Regions from separate parts of the Mus musculus genome. Here region 2 is linked to region 1. A link is a contact called in public HiChIP or PLAC-seq data. All regions are on one chromosome and are shown on one strand. The core of a region is the stretch at or near the end of the contact, and the rest is flanking DNA. Distances in the headings are between cores, read along the strand shown.

Region 1 (2,536 bases), core at 21-2,520:
ATGGGGATGCAGCAACTGTATCCCTGTACTTCTTAGATATACTCTTGTTTGTTCGTTTTGTTTGTTTCTTCGTTTTGGATTTTTGAGACAGGGTTTCTCTGTGTAGCCCTGGCTGTCCTGGAGCTCACTTTGTAGACCAGGCTGGCCTCGAACTCAGAAATCCACCTGCCTCTGCCTCCCGAGTGCTGAGATTAAAGGCGTGCGTGTGCCACCACCCCGGGCTTAGATATACTCTTAAGAGGTTTATTATTGAGTGAATATAGCCACTTACTTTGAACAAAAGGACTGTTGAATTCTCTATCACTTTAAATGGCTAACCAAAACATGCCTACTTCTTTGACTTACTTATAAGACTAACTTTCTTACATTGTAACATATTTATACCACTGAAACAATCCCTGCATTGATCATGGTATTTGTTGTTGGATCCTATTTGATGACATTTTATTTAGGATTAAAACAATATGTCATCTTTGTCAGGTTTTATCAACATGCTTTGTGAGATATTAAACAGTAAAATGCTCTATTTTAAAGGCAAAGATTTTGGGCCCATAAATTATTACGTGACACACCAACCTCACACTTTTTTCTGGCCTTCCACATCTAGTCCTAACTTCATTTTCTTTTCTCTTTAAGCCCAGCCCATTGTTATAATAAGTTCACAGACTGTTGTTTAGCCTAAGCTGAACTTTCAGCCTCAGGAACCGTGAACTTGCTCAAGACAAAGAGGGGATCAAGCCCGCCTCTTCCAAAAAGCCCTTTGTGGATCCTGTGACCCAGCTTGCAGTTACACTGCTAAGGCCTTCATTATCTGACCCACTTTTTAAAGTCATTTGGAAAGAAACCACATGGTCAAGAGGTAAAAGAAGCCCTGTGGAATGAAGAGATGGATTTGAGTCATCTCTAATCATATGGCCCAAGGCAAATTACCCAAATCTCCATTGTCTTCCCCTAAACTGATGTGTGTGTATATATATATATATATAAACACATACATATATATGTGTATATATTTATTATATATAGCACAATGTTTTAATGTATGTATATAATGTGAGGGCAAAGATCAAGCAAGAGGAGGAGGGATGGAGGCTACGATGTTTGAGGCTAACTTGGGCTAATACAGAGCCCCTGTTTCAAAGCCATAACATTATCTCTTCTCTTAGGACTTTCTAGTGCACACTGCTCATAACTGTAGCCACTATGTAGCATAGCAGCCTTCTTTCTGAGCTTGCTCCTCCTAACTGAAATTTGATCACTAGCCCCACAGGCTCCCTTCTCCCTAGTCCCAGTAACCACCTCTCTACTTTCTGTTGGTGCGACTTGACTTTTTCAGTGCTCCTTAATGAGATCCGTAAGTATTTGTGCTGTATGTCTACTTTGCTTAACATCCTCCAGGTTCATTCCAGATCGTCCCAGGTGACAGGATTTCCTTCATTTTAAAGTCGGACAGCTCTCTGGGCCCTCAAACAAGAGACAATGAGGTGGGCCTCCTGGATGGAGTTGCTAAGACTGGACTAGCGCGCACAGAATGCAATTAGCCTCTTATTTCGCAGCAAGCAGGAAAACCAGCGCCTTTGAATGTAAGACCTAAAACCAGAGAGACACAGCTTCCCCGAAATCGGGGCACTAAGCTAGAAAGCGGGGTCCAGCACAGGGTCCCCAGAGAGGCCAGGGTCGCCGATCCCGGCCGAGGAGGGAGGCGGGGCGCAGCGCGCAGCCCCCTCCCTTCTCTTTGTCCCCTTCCCCTTCCCTCGCTCCCTTGAACTCTCTCCTCCTCCTCTGGTTTCTCTTCTCGCTCCCGCGGCCCCCTCCTCCCCGCACGGCTGAACTCGAGCTCAGCCCGCCAGGCCGGGCCGCTTCAGGGGGAGGCGCCAAGTGTCTGCTGTTCTTGGCCCCGGGCGAGCAGTCCCCGCTGCCGGGGAGCGGAAAGGACGCGCGGCGCGGAGGTAAGCCTGCGTGTGGGCGGCAGGCGCGGGTGGGCGGGCGAGTCCCGGGGGCGAAGGCCAGGCGGAGGCCTCACCCTGCGCCCGGCCCGGTGCGCAGCCGCTGCGGGGGCAGGGCGCAGCGCCAACCCACCCGGGCCGGGGCCCGGCGCGCACGCGCGAGCCCGTGGACCAGGTCGCTGGGGTAGCTCTGGGTTCACGTCCCTTCCCGGGCCCTGGGACCGCGTAGCGGTGCGCATGCGCGCAGGCCCAGCCCGGGGTCCGTTTTGTGCGTCGCCCCGAGGCCACGGCTGTGGGGTTCCCGCTTCCAGTTGGGGGAACCCCTGCCCCTGGTGTCTCCAACCCTCCCGTGCACGCGGCGCGAGCTAGCGGTGACGTTTCCAGGACTTTCCGCTCTTTCCCGCCCGCAGCCGCCTCGCCGACCCCATGGCGGCACACGCTTTAGGCCTTTGGTCCCCGAAGTGGAGGGATGGCTGGGAAGGCCTGGCTGTCCTAAGGGTTTTCAGTCCTTTGGGCGTTGCTGAGGCCGGAAGTGGAGGAGTTTAGAGGTGAAAAACTTTTCCCGATGCCCCTTCTTGGCGGCGATGGAA
Region 2 (2,536 bases), core at 26-2,525, 33 kb after region 1:
TATCCTGACTCTTGAGTAAGGGAACTGTGCCAGACACTTGAGTAATTAAGAGGCAGCTCTGATGAGGCTGTTTGTGCCCTTAAAGCACACAGTGTCAATGGGGTAGGAGTGGGGGAATGAGACAAGATGTGGAAGGCAAGGTGGGCCACAAGTACTGGGTTTGTTCAGGGAATAAGCCATGGAAGTTCTGGCTGTAGCTTAGTGCTGAATAAATAAGTTTTGCCCTTGGAACAGAGCCAGATGCTCTGATTTAACTTTACTGCCTGGGGCCTGAACACAGCCCTGCAGACAGCCCTGCAGACAGCCCTGAACACAGCACTGCAGACAGCCCTGAACACAGCCCTGCAGACAGCCCTGAACACAGCCCTGCAGGCAGCCCTGAACACAGCCCTGCAGACAGCCCTGAACACAGCCCTGCAGACAGTCTTGAACACAGCCCTGAACACAGCCTTGCAGACAGTCCTGAACACAGCACTGCAGATAGCTCTGAACACAGCCCTGCAGATAGCCCTGCAGACAGCCCTGAACACAGCCCTGTAGATAGCCCTGCAGACAGCCCTGAACACAGGCCTGCAGACAGCCCTGCAGATAGCCCTGAACACAGGTCTGCAGACAGCCCTGAACACAGCCCTGCAGACAGCCCTACAGACAGTCCTGAACACAGCTGGATTCGGATACAGCCATGCTGGAGAAAAAAAAAAGTGGTTTTTCCAGACCAAGAAGGACCTGGGTGATGCCAACACAAAAATGTTTTAAATCACACTTCTTACATTTACATTTATAAATGTAAATAAATTACATTTATTTATGTGAGCAGTGCATGATATTCACCTTATCTTTGTTCCATGTCACAGTCTATGAAGCCACCACCCTACCTTCAGATAGAAAAATCTGTCCTTCCCCAAAGATCCTAAGTCCCATACTGAGCAGCCAATGATTTTTTCCTTTCATACACACTACGCATGTTCTAGAAGCTCATATGTATGAAATTATATAGCATCTCTTCTTTCCTGCCTGCCTCTTTCCTTCCTAACATGATGATCTGGGACTGTGTTGCCACTGTGTCAAAGATATTGAAACCCTCTTTCCGTGACTCAGAAACCCAATATGGTATTTTGGTCTCAAGTTCCCATTCTGAAAGGTCACATAGTGCCACCTGGTTCACTCTCACCACGGAGCCTCTACTTTCACGAAGGAAATGGGGGTTTAGTTTACTGTGACAGAGCAAACACTGAACACGCTCAGCCTACACCATGACAACGCACTTTATCATATGAGCAGTATGGTGTTTTCTCTGAGGCAGGGAGAAGAACCAGGCCTACACTTGAGCTTGTGGTGGTCTGTGGCAATCTTCCTCTTTCTGAGGCATGACACGTAGCATTCTCCGAGTCTGCCTGTGTCCCAGGCTTCTCCTTTGTCTGATTGCCTTGGGGTCTACCACAGTGACTTGGCTTATGATGATTTTTGTAAAGAGCCTGTCTTCACATAAGTTCACATTGTCGGTTACTAGGAACTTTTAGGGACATAATTCAGACAGAATGGAGTAAAGAGACATAATTAATCAGTTATAAAAACAATACTTATCAGTAAAGACAGTGTGAGAAGGAGGCCAGAGATCCCCCGTCTCCCCCAGTCCAGCAGGCTGCATTGTAAAGTCAGCTGCTGGGCCGCCCACAGCAGCAGCAGTAGGCTGCAATGTAGAGTCAGATGCCTGGGCCACCTGCAGCAGCAGCAGCAGCAGCAGCAGCAGGCTGCATTTGCAGTCTTGCCGATTAGGCAATTGAAAAGCAAGGAGCCAAGGCAATGACAAGGTTTTTGGCAGTGTTCTGTGCCTGTACGAAAATGCCTGAGATAAGTAACTGACATAAAGGTTATTTGCTTACTTGGTGCGGCTGAACTGTAACTCCAGCTTGAAAGCTTACCCTGGCTTGGGGTTGATTTGGAGGTTTTGTTTGGGGCCTCCTGAAAAGCACCATATCTTGGTGGGAACTGCCTACTGGAACCACCCTACTACTGTCACAAATCAGGGGTCAAAGAGGAGCTTGGTCTCCATAAGTCCCCTTCAGTGCATTGCCCCAGTGATAGACCCCACACTAAGTTCCCTTCTCTAACCCTACCTCTTAAAGGTTCTACCACCTCCTATTATTGCTACCCTGGGACCAAGTTTTGACAGACTAGCAAACAGGAAAGGTATACAGCTTCAAGAGAAAGTCCTCAGGTAGTCCCTTGACTCCAGTCTAGAACCTGGGCTATGATCTTCCTTTCTTCTTTCAGGTGTGAACATTTTCGTTCTTCATTAGAAGACAGTGAAGACGATATTGTAGAAATGAGCGAGTTTTCGTATCCTGTGTTCCGAGCTTTCCTGGAGTATCTATACACAGATAACATCAGCCTATCTCCTGAGGAGGCAGTAGGTAATCATCAGAGACCTTACCACCAAGTTGGCAAATGTTGAATAATTAGGAAGGTGGCTTCTTTCCAGGCCAGGAGACAGACACTGCGATGTTTGCAGGAGCTCTTCTGGTGATGTTGAGCC

The links. HiChIP or PLAC-seq counts read pairs in DNA pulled down with a chosen protein or histone mark.
Region 2: an H3K27ac HiChIP or PLAC-seq map of the HPC-7 cell line shows a contact between it and region 1, with 5 times the contacts expected there. The contact joins the enhancer-like site here to the promoter of Rcbtb2 in region 1. A contact is called at or near these places in 10 of 484 Hi-C or Micro-C datasets (CD4 T cells, bone marrow-derived macrophages, embryonic stem cells and 2 more), 14 of 115 datasets of contacts at active chromatin or transcription factors (CD8 T cells, the HPC-7 cell line, the SCID.adh cell line and 10 more) and 4 of 9 other capture datasets (adipose tissue, bone marrow-derived macrophages, liver and 1 more).

What each region holds. Positions count from the first base shown.
Region 1 is chr14:73,141,240-73,143,775 of GRCm38.p6, forward strand. Rcbtb2 (regulator of chromosome condensation (RCC1) and BTB (POZ) domain containing protein 2) reads left to right here and starts at 1,271. Exons shown (of 15, transcript NM_001170694.1): 1 at 1,271-1,354.
Region 2 is chr14:73,174,721-73,177,256 of GRCm38.p6, forward strand. Rcbtb2 (regulator of chromosome condensation (RCC1) and BTB (POZ) domain containing protein 2) reads left to right here. Exons shown (of 15, transcript NM_001170694.1): 13 at 2,275-2,414. Among named protein-coding and RNA genes, the nearest start is that of Gm52109, 9.5 kb to the left of the region's middle. Within about 2 kb of position 1,276, at least 123 of the 459 cell types and tissues checked have an H3K27ac peak or open chromatin away from gene starts, as enhancers often do. A contact at or near this core is called in CD8 T cells, the HPC-7 cell line, bone marrow-derived macrophages and 4 more, where this site is marked.